Linked DNA regions of Triticum aestivum: all the other regions are linked to region 1. The links are chromatin contacts, called in public Hi-C maps. All regions are on one chromosome and are shown on one strand. The core of a region is the stretch at or near the end of the contact, and the rest is flanking DNA. Distances in the headings are between cores, read along the strand shown.

Region 1 (3,394 bases), core at 595-3,094:
TGGAATACATGGCTGCAAATGAAAGAATTCACATTAGCTTCTCCAGATTATCCAAGTTGGTGAAAATGTTGGGCCCGATACTGAAGTGGATGTTTATAGTAAGCGTTCTAAACCAACCTTATGTTTTTGTTCTTGTGTATGGTATTTTGAGTGAGCTGTTATTTTACCTGCATATGGTATTTTATATTTATAATGGTAGAAGATCCTTGTCTTCATTGCACGTGATGCTTTGAGTTGTTAATTTACCTAAGCATGCCTATCACTTTCTTGTCCTTCACTTCAAATTGTTATCCTACATTTTCTGCACTTCAAGAATGGACAAATAGCCTTAAAAGATTGAGAGATCACAAATCCTGGCAGAAGCTAGAAACGAAACCATTCTAGTGTTTTTGTAGAACTATAAGTGGAAGCAAAAAAGAAAAAGGGAAATTCAAAGCTTAAGTTGTGTGCTAGCGCTGCTAATTTGATCCTTGTTGGTTTGGTCTTCCAAATGGTGTTTTGTTCTGGGCCAAGCTGGTATCCTGTACATACCTGGGCAGCACTACGAGTGCTGCTTTACAACACTTACCTAAGTCAACTGTGTTGCTTCGCTCCATGCAAATTCATGTGTCCTACACTTGCATATCAGACTATTGCGGTTAGCAAAGTTATATTAATCTTAAAGAAATTGCATATAACCAGTGAAAGTTATCTTGGTGTTACTTGAAGCCCAATTCCAAAGGGTTACGAGACTAGTTGTGTTTTCCATCCAAGAATTGCTGAGTTTGGCAGGAAACTAGCTGGGAATGGGCTTGGTTTGAGCCAAACTATGGCGACCTGAATGTTTATATTTTTCTAGTTTATTTACATCTCTTGGTGATCATGATGCTTTCTTCATCAGAAACACAATGCGGCCGGATTTGGCTGATAGATGTTGCCTGTTTTTTGGATAGTCATTCTTTGAGTTACAGCCCTGATGTGGCTTCTGTCTTTTCTGTCTTGATTTCTTCCTTGCACTACCCTTATTATTAGCCAACTTTGTGGCATTTCTGTTGAGCAAGGACAACTAACGTACACGTTTTGTGTTGTTGCAGTTACAAGTTGATACCGTGTTATCCAGTCATCCAAAACTATTTGATGAGCCCGGAAGCTTCTTGCGTACTCCCTCCGTTCCGAATTACTTGTTTTAGATTTGTCTAGATACAGAGGTATCTAACACTAAAATGAGTCTAGATACATTTGTATCTAGACAAATCGAAGACAAGTAATTCGGAACGGAGGAAGTAGTAGTTACTGAGATTCGGGTTGTGCATGCGGTCTTCCTTTGTATGTGGAGTTTCTGTTGCCATCGTGCCTCTACCTCCTGTTGTATGTCATGTCATAAATTCGTTCCGTTCCGGAAGACTGTCTCTGAAGATCCTTGCACAACCCAAACTGCCAGGCGTGAACAGGTGTAAATAGAAGAGAATTGGGTTGTCATTGACATAGCATTTAGATTATCAATTTCGGTGTTGTTGTTTTCTGTTACAAGTACTGTTTCTGTCATGCCAACACAATGTATATCGGTCTAGGACAAGAAAAGGTTCGTTCTCCGTGTTGCTTGTGTGCTTGCGCACCTGTGGTTTTGATGCAAATGCCCAGCGAAACAGCAACCACCACACGGTAAAGAGCTCGGACGCCAGAACGAAGCCTGGTGAAGCACTCGTGTACTAGCTCATCTGTGTACATGACGAGGACCGGTGTCAAAAAGGCGCACTCGCTTCATGCAGACTCTACTACAGGAGCACCAGGCAGGCATGATGACTCCCGCGGGAGAAGCCTGGAAGATTCGATTCTTGGGCTCCCTTGGGTCCACGCACGGGATGCCATTCCAATCCAGCATCTCCAACGCACGCACGCGTCGCCCTCGCCTGGTCCAGCTTCTGTTTGCTGCCCAACTGCGACGGGCCCGGCGTCGCCGTCGCCCGCCGATCGCTGTCGCCGCAAGATACGGCGTCAGCGGCGCCGAGAAAAGAGAAAAGGCGCCCCATAGGATCTGTCTCTCTTTCCAGCAGCATCTGACGCGGGAGATCCTTTTTGGTGTTAATAGTTTATGTACTCTCGTGCTGCTAGGCTGATTGGACCCTATCTACTTGCACCGGACGACCGCCTTGCATTAGGATTAGGGGTATGTTATGTTATGTCAGCATGGTAGTAGGACGTGTGGCGCGGTCTGCTGTGCTTGGTGGTCGTGCGTGGTGGTGACGGGCGCAAGGCGACGCCGGCTGCTGTTGCCCCGGATAAGAGCGAGCGAGCGAGCTGTTGGTTGGGCGATCACCCGCCCGCCCGCGCAACACGAAGGAGGTGGTTAACCTACCGGCCACCAACCCTCCTCCTCTCCCCCGACCACAAAGCGAAAGAGAAGGCGGGGCATCCGCGCCCGTCCAGTCCACGACGGGCGTCACGGCACGTCGGATTCGCCCGACCGACTGATTGATACGATCGACGCGGACCCGTGCACGGACGGACGGACGCAGGTGGACGGACTACATATAGCAGCAGCTTTGCAAACGGACACGATCGACGCGCTGCGCTGCGCTGCACGCATCGGGAGGAAGACAAGTGTGCTGCGCACAGACTAGGTAGCTAGCTAGCGCGAACTCGTCTTGTTCTAGCACATGCGTCTTCTTGGACAGTGGAATTCAGTTAAGTATAATCGCGCCGACGGTAACAGCTAATCACTCAATCAGGTGAGGCCGGGATGGCGTGCAAAGTGTCGCGAGTAGTGTGTGTTTTACATCGGGAGATGATACCGAGGGAAGTGGTGGTGACGAACTTTGTCACCGTGCCTTTGTTTCTTTTTGCGTGGTCGAGGAGAGATCGTGTCTTTCCCTAAGTACATCTGGCGTCCTTTTGTACCACTACTACTAGTATACTAGTTTAACCGTGCTCCGAGAAGGGATATCTTTTCGGACGTTCCAAAGGCCAGGAATGCAAAAGATTTAAGGCATATAATAGCCAGATATGCGAGCTAATAAACAACAAATGCTGCTTACTTAAGCTTCTTCCATGAATGGCAACAACTCCTCTACGTGCGCAGCCCCCAATAACCAAAGCGCGCTTGTTCGTTTGACTTGGAGCTCAATCACTTGGGCAATTCGCATACGTGAACAAACGCATTGATTTTGAATTTGCTGGCGTTTTGGTGATGACCACATGGTCCTCCAATAAGGATCACGACTGGTGATATGTCTCCAGGCTCTAGAGTCAAATTAAATACCACGTAGTAGTAGTTGCTTGCAAATTGGACCAATGCTAGCCTATACAATGCCGACAATTATTGGAGCCCAACGTCCAGTTTTTATTTCAAAATAATCTCAAGTAAAATGCCAACTTGGTAAGTCTTAGTCAGACAAGACTTAATGAAACCCTAAAA
Region 2 (3,394 bases), core at 351-2,850, 250 kb after region 1:
CGCGAGTGCCCATGCTCGGACGCCGACGAACTCCTCTCGCGAGACTCCAGTCTCCATGCGCCGGACGCACACGGGCATGCACGGCCAGACCGCATGGGCGCATGGCCGAGCGCCTCCCGCCTCCCGCCAGACGCCGGTTCATTCCACATCGTGTCATGGTCAAGCCCCAGATTATCGATCAACGGATGTGAATCCAAGGTGTATCGTATTACCGTGCTGAAATTCAGCCATTTGTGAGGTATACATGCTTGTAATCATACTTACAAATTATATCACTTCTGTTAAACTAATTAATTGGACCAATGGTGAAGCTGCTTTTACTTTAAGTAAATTGTAGAACTTTAGTGCTGAAAGTTTCTTAGATTGGAATGAGATATTTTCATAGGATTTTTTGCGGTATTTTGGCACAAATTTATTTTCAATAGATTTGAGTTTACAGCCCTTACAAATTGTCTTATGTGATTGCATGTATATTCACTCCCATCATTGCAAATTCAAGAGCTTTAAACTCTTGTGCAATTAAAAAAGTCATTTAATCTATATTATGTACTTCCTATTTTTGTCTTCGTGCATTTTACGATCCAAAGTTCAAAAAATTATTTTAGAGATTTACTTATGAATTATGTGCCGTGACATGATTGTATAGTCATATGCAATCCACATATTATTACGAGTATTAATAAGCCCAAAATTTTACTTTCGCCCCGGGCCCTCAAAATCTTAGGACCGGCCCTGTGCCGAACGCTGCCCCTTAATTTTATCTTTTTATTTTTATGTATGTGTTTCTGGGTTTTAGAGTTTTGTTGGCATTTTGTTTTTTGCCTGGTTTTTTCTAGGTTTTAAAGATTTCTTGTGCGAAGCACATCTTTGCTTCTTGAAAAAATATATGCCGTGCTTCTTGTGGAATCACATGTAGTGCTTTTGATGGAAAAGTTATGTGTGCTTCTCGCGAAAACAACTTTGTGCTAAGTGTAAGCACATATTTGCTTCTGCCAGAAGCACGGTTTTTTTTTTGGCCAAAGGCACTGCTTATGCTTTCACGAGAAGCACATATTTGCTTCCACGAGATGCATAACCGTGCTTCTACTAAAAATAAAAAAGCACGGCTTGTGCTTCTACAAGTAGCACATCATGTGCTTTCAGAAAAATGTAAAAACCGAAAGAAAGAAAAGCATGTCCCGTCCTTTAAAAAAACGCAACCATTCGGGCTGAATTTTTTCTTTCTTTTTTGGCATCGTTTTTGTTTTTTTTCAGTTTTATTTTTTGTCAGATTTTCCGTGGTATTCGTTTTTTTTCAGGTTTTCATTTTTTTCCTGGTTTCTATTTTTTCATGAAAAAAGTTCAGCAAAATCTATTAACATGCGATCTAATTTCGAAGATCTCAACGCGAGAAATCAAATAATGAAAACAGTTCGGTGGTTTTTGACACACAATTCAAGATATAAAATGTTTTGAATCAACGAATCTAAAAAAAAAACTCCAGCTTCAGCGCCAAAAAAGGTGGAGTGGGCTGACCCGGTGAATCCATGTGATGTCCGGCCTGCCTTATCCGCAAGTTGGTTTGTGTTTATGGAAGATGGTTTCGCTTGGACCTCTCATCGCCGTCAAGTTGACTTGTTTGATATAGTTTCCATAAAGAAAGGAAAAAGAAAAATAATGCTGACGCTGCTGCACATCCCTCCACTTCCGATCAATCCTCCTTCCTCTCCTCCTCCCCGCCGGCGCCGCTGCCCACCTCCCATGGCCGCCTTCGCCTCCGCCCCCCAGCAATCCAAGCCCCTCGTGCTCGGCTGCGGCGCCGTCTCCGTGGACTACCTCGCCACCGTCGCCTCTTTCCCCAACCCCGACGACAAGATCCGCAGCCTCGCGCTCAAGGTCGAGGGAGGTGGCAACGCCGGCAACGCCCTCACCGGAGCCGCTCGCCTGGGCCTCAGCCCAAGGATTATATCCAAGGTAAAGGCCGCACCCGTCCTTCACTATCACCACCTACCTAGTTCCTTCGCTCGACATCACCCCACTGCTCACTCCTTGCTCTTACTTCTGGAGTAGGCGTCCAATGATGCACTGGGAAAAAACATTCTCAAGGAGCTGCAAGACGACGGAGTAGACACTTCCTATATGACGGTATAATACGTAATGCAGTATTGTAATTGGCTTACTCCATTATTCCATTCCCATATCATGGTCCTTTGTTTTATCATAGCAGCAGCATTCATCCATCCTAATCCTACTTCCTTTATATGGCTAAATATATCTTCGTACTCCAGATAGCAGATGGGGGGAATTCACCGTTCACCTATATAATCGTCGATAACCAGACGTGAGTGACAAATCCAAAGAACAAACTGTGCTGTTGTTGTCCTGTTTTTATACACGTGATCTTCATTCTCGTATTCCTTACCACTCTGTTTTGCAAATGACGATGTTACTACAGATATAGGCACGAGTATTTTGCTCCTTACCATTGTTTTATTCCCCCTTTTTCGTTTTCAGGAAAACTCGTACTTGCATACACACTCCTGGTTATCCCCCAATGAAGCCTGAGGAGCTCACAAAGGAAAACTTGTTGGCTGCTTTACATGGCGTAGACATGGTGTATTTTGATGTTAGACTGCATGAGACTGCTTTGCTTGTTGCAGAAGAGGTAACATTTTCCTGCCTCAACATAACATTTCATCTTATTATAGGCATTTTAAACATGAGTGCATACATAATATTCGACTTCACTTCCATACATTGATGATCAGCCAATAATATCAGAAACAAAAGTCTTGTGTTATGTCTGAATGTCGGCATGTCGCACAAAAATCAACCCATAACTTCCTCTGTCTTAATGTTGCAATTTTTTTTTCTGTTCTTGTTTTCTCTCTCATCACATTGTTGTTGAGATTTATCTTCGTTTATGGGATCAATCCAGTGCAGGCAAGCCAAAGAAAAATTCCTATTTTGGTCGACGCAGAGAAAAAGCGGGAGGGATTGGATGACCTTCTGAATTTTGCATCATATGTTGTATGCTCTGCAAAATTTCCTCAGGTGAGTTTTTTTGTTTCCAACGACAACAGAGTAAGCTCTGCTACATTATGTTGTATGCTGTAACTGTACCTACGCATCTTTAATTATTTACTACATTACCTTAGTCAAGGAGTTTGATGTTTTGAGAAGCTTCTGTGGATATCTTTTGTTTGATGGTTATTCCTTAGCACAATTGATTAAAGTCATTTGAGCAGCAAGGCTTACCTAATCACCTTGTTCAGCATCTGAGATCCCTAGTATTCCTATAGTTATATTCTTTTCGCCTAATCTTAATATGCAGGCCTGGACAGGAGCCTCATCGACACCAGTTGCTTTGGTACACATGCTTCTAAGGTTACCTAATCTCAAGTTCGTTATTGTA
Region 3 (3,394 bases), core at 535-3,034, 190 kb after region 1:
CTAAAATAGCGAACATTCATTTCCCCTAACATTTACACATTATTGTTTTTACATATTAGCTTACTTTGAACATCGCTGGTATGGAAGAAACTAGAAGGAGCTTGTAGTTCATGCTTTTCATGAAAATACTAATATTAGAACAAACATGCTTAGCCCATGGTAGAGTTTTCAGATTAAAGTACACATTCCATTCAAAATATAGAACACAAAAAACAACATTTTTTTAACAGAGTACAGTCGCAGATGCTAACATTCATGCACAAAGACTCATCCCTATGAACGCACACACGCACACCCTACCCCTATGAGCACCTCCAAGATACCGAGTCGAACACAATATCTTGAGACTGACGAAGTCACCATAGGCTACCCCTATGAGCACCTCCAAGATACCGAGTCGAACACAACATCTTGAGATTGACGAAGTCACCATAGGCTACCCCTATGAGCACCCCCAAGATACCGAGCCGAACACAACATCTTGAGATTGACGAAGTCACCATAGGCTACCCCTACGCGCACCTCCAAGATACCGAGCCGAACACAATATCTTGAGACTGAAGAAGTCACCATATGTTACTCCTATGAGCACCTCCAAGATACCGAGCCAAACACAACTTCTTGAAATTGACAAAGTCACCATAGGCTACCCCTACAAGCACCTCCAAGATACCGAGCCGAACACAACATCTTGAAATTTACGAAGTCACCATAGGCTACCCCTACGAGCACCTTCAAGATATCAAGCCGAACACAACATCTTGAGATTGACGAAGTCACCATAGGCTACCCCTACGAGCACCTCCAAGATACCGAGCTGAACACAACATCTTAAGATTGACGAAGTCACCATAGGCTGCCCCTGCGAGCACCTCCAAGATACCGAGCCAAACACAACATCTTGAATTGGCAAAGTCACCATAGGCTATCCCTATGAGCACCTCCAAGATATCGAGTCGAACACAACATCTTGAGATTGACAAAATCATCATAGATGCCTCATTGTTGGTGGGAACGTCTCCTCTCACTGAACAAACATGGTAGGAAAGTCTGAAATAAATCAAGAAATATGTGAGCATCAATGCCAAGTCTAGGATTTAAACCCTGGTGGACACGTTCCATCACAAGGAACCTAACCATCTGAGCTACACTCAGTTTGCGAAAAACTAACAATTGCACACAAAATGAAATTAGAAAAAACTATAGAGAATAAGTATAATCAATGGGCTATAAATATACAAGTGACTACGCGAGGTTGTAACGTTCGTTTACGCCTTTAAATGTATGTTTACGGTTTTTCGTTGAGGGAAGGGGTTATGAAAGTAAATGTGTTTCATGGTGAACATGAAGTTTCGATGCTATGGATTTTCTTAAAAAGAGAAGATTTGATTTTTTTTATGCAATCATGATATCTAATCAACACGGAGGAACGATATATTGCCATGCCAAACCGTAATCTCCTGAGAGATTCATTAAACCGCCGTGGTAAATATAGCAATACCTAATATACAAGGCAAGGTTTGTTCAAAAGAATAACAATGTAAGTATACAAGGTAAGGAATAATGTAGGAGTAGTACACACAAGGAAAGGAAAGAGTAAAATCATTTCATAAATGGAAAGATACAAGTAAAATCCACATCTTACTACCGGACAGCACACGTTTTACCCACCCCCAAAGGGCAAAGCGCCAGGCAGCACACAGTCACGACAGGCACAGCAGTAGCAGCAGCGGCGCCAACAACCAAACCGGCCAGCCCAAGAACCCCTCCCCCACCCCGCGCACACGCACACGCACACGCCCACGACTCTGCCTCTCTCTCCCCACCTCCGTTCTCTCATCCCCCGTCCGTCCCCTACTCCTCCACCCTTCTCCCTTCTTCCATTTGACCCCGCTCCCCCGTCTCTTCCTCGGCAAAGCTTCGAATTTTCCTCCCTCCCCCTATCCCAAGCCTTCCGCTTCCGTGTCCGCGTCCCGTCTTGGATTCGTCCGCCGCGCAACAAAGAAACCGCGTGCGTGCGTTCGTGCGCGTCGGTTCGGTCCCGTCCCGCCCTTGTTCCTTCCTTGCCGGCCGCTGCTTCGCGCGCATTGCCGCCCCTCCCCCACCCGCCGGATTCCTCCGCCCAATAAGTTGCTTTCCCGGGGACGTTTCTCGGAGGACGGACGGACGGACAGAAACAAGAAACGCCCGCTGCCTCGCCGCATGGATCAGGGTCCCCCGCGCTGCCGCCTGGAGCTGGGATTCCGGGACGCGGGAGTTCAGGGGCGGAGGGGGTTCCGGCCGGACGCCGCCGTCGCCGCGCCGCGGCAGGGCGGGATCTCGGAGCTCTGTTGAGGCGTTCCCGGTCAGGTGATTTAGTCCAGTGCTGTCCAGTTCCTCGTGTGGCTGCCTCGCCTGCTTTTTTTAGGTAGGTGGGGGCGGTGGAGCCTTTCTTGGTGGGTGGGAGCGCGCCCCGAATTTATTGCGAGGCGTTTCTTGGGTTCACACCTGAAATCTGACTTCTTCTCGCTCAGAGGGGGGGGGGGGGGGGTCCAGTGATTTGTTCCTGATTCATTCACTGGTCCTTGAGGGCTGAATTTTCAGATTCAGCTCAGTAAGTTTGAGGCCAAAAGTTCAGTAATCTCGGCAGTAACCAAGAGAGCTGAGCCTGGTGAGCCCTGGGCAGTACTAGTCTGGTGTGGTGATCTGGTTCTTGTGTCAAAATGGCACGGGTAAGGAGGAGGCTGGAGAAGCTGAAGCTGAGCACGTTGTACAGCTTCGCGCTCTGCGCCAAGGGCGCCACCGAAGATCACTCCAAGATTGGCACGGCGGGGTTCTCCCGAGTCGTCTACGTCAATGATCCAGACAAGCATGAAGAGGAGGGCTTCAGTTACCCAAGAAATGAGGTGTCCACTACCAAGTACTCGTTGGTCACCTTCGTGCCCAAGTCCCTCTTTGAGCAGTTCCGGAGGGTGGCCAACTTCTACTTCCTCGTCTCAGGGATCCTCACTTTGACCCCACTCGCGCCCTACTCGGCGGTAAGCGCGCTACTGCCATTGTCGTTCGTGATTACGGCGACCATGTTGAAAGAGGGGGTTGAGGATTGGAGGAGGAAACAACAGGTATCGTTTCTGTTATCTTCTGTTCAAATCCTACCACAAATGAATCATATTTAACGAGCTTTCTTTCGACTCATGAATAGTATGTTGTGATTCACAAGAACTTAACATGCCTGCACATAATCTGACCTTTCCACTGGTTTCATGAACTGCTTAACAAGGACGTACGGGTTTTCCTTTTTCTTGATGATGAGGTGTTTTTTTTATTCAGTTGCATATCTGGGCTTGCATCTTGAAAGGATTTTTTTGTATGATAAGACAAAGTAGGGAGGAACCTAAATCTACTGGAGCTTTCT

What was found. A called contact is a pair of places that touch in the nucleus more often than the background predicts.
Region 2: a contact with region 1 is called in a Hi-C map of leaf, with 4 times the contacts expected there. The contact joins the promoter of LOC123161147 here to the enhancer-like site in region 1. A contact is called at or near these places in 3 of 5 Hi-C or Micro-C datasets (all in leaf).
Region 3: a Hi-C map of leaf shows a contact between it and region 1, with 5 times the contacts expected there. The contact joins the promoter of LOC123159185 here to the enhancer-like site in region 1. A contact is called at or near these places in 3 of 5 Hi-C or Micro-C datasets (all in leaf) and 1 of 1 datasets of contacts at active chromatin or transcription factors (leaf).

The regions. Positions count from the first base shown.
Region 1 is chr7B:170,091,232-170,094,625 of IWGSC CS RefSeq v2.1, forward strand. It overlaps LOC123156409 (G patch domain-containing protein TGH homolog), which reads left to right. Exons shown (of 18, transcript XM_044574541.1): 16 at 1-98; 17 at 1,074-1,137; 18 at 1,263-1,571. Among protein-coding and RNA genes, the nearest start is that of LOC123156409, 13 kb to the left of the region's middle. Within about 2 kb of position 1,845, at least 5 of the 8 cell types and tissues checked have an H3K27ac peak or open chromatin away from gene starts, as enhancers often do. A contact at or near this core is called in leaf, where this site is marked.
Region 2 is chr7B:170,338,191-170,341,584 of IWGSC CS RefSeq v2.1, forward strand. LOC123161147 (sulfofructose kinase) reads left to right here and starts at 1,601. Exons shown (of 10, transcript XM_044578995.1): 1 at 1,601-1,953; 2 at 2,050-2,124; 3 at 2,268-2,320; 4 at 2,494-2,644; 5 at 2,923-3,033; 6 at 3,314-3,394. The coding sequence starts at 1,657.
Region 3 is chr7B:170,282,413-170,285,806 of IWGSC CS RefSeq v2.1, forward strand. LOC123159185 (putative phospholipid-transporting ATPase 9) reads left to right here and starts at 1,785. Exons shown (of 11, transcript XM_044577013.1): 1 at 1,785-3,101. The coding sequence starts at 2,703. LOC123159186 reads right to left here. Exons shown (of 2, transcript XM_044577015.1): 2 at 611-1,050.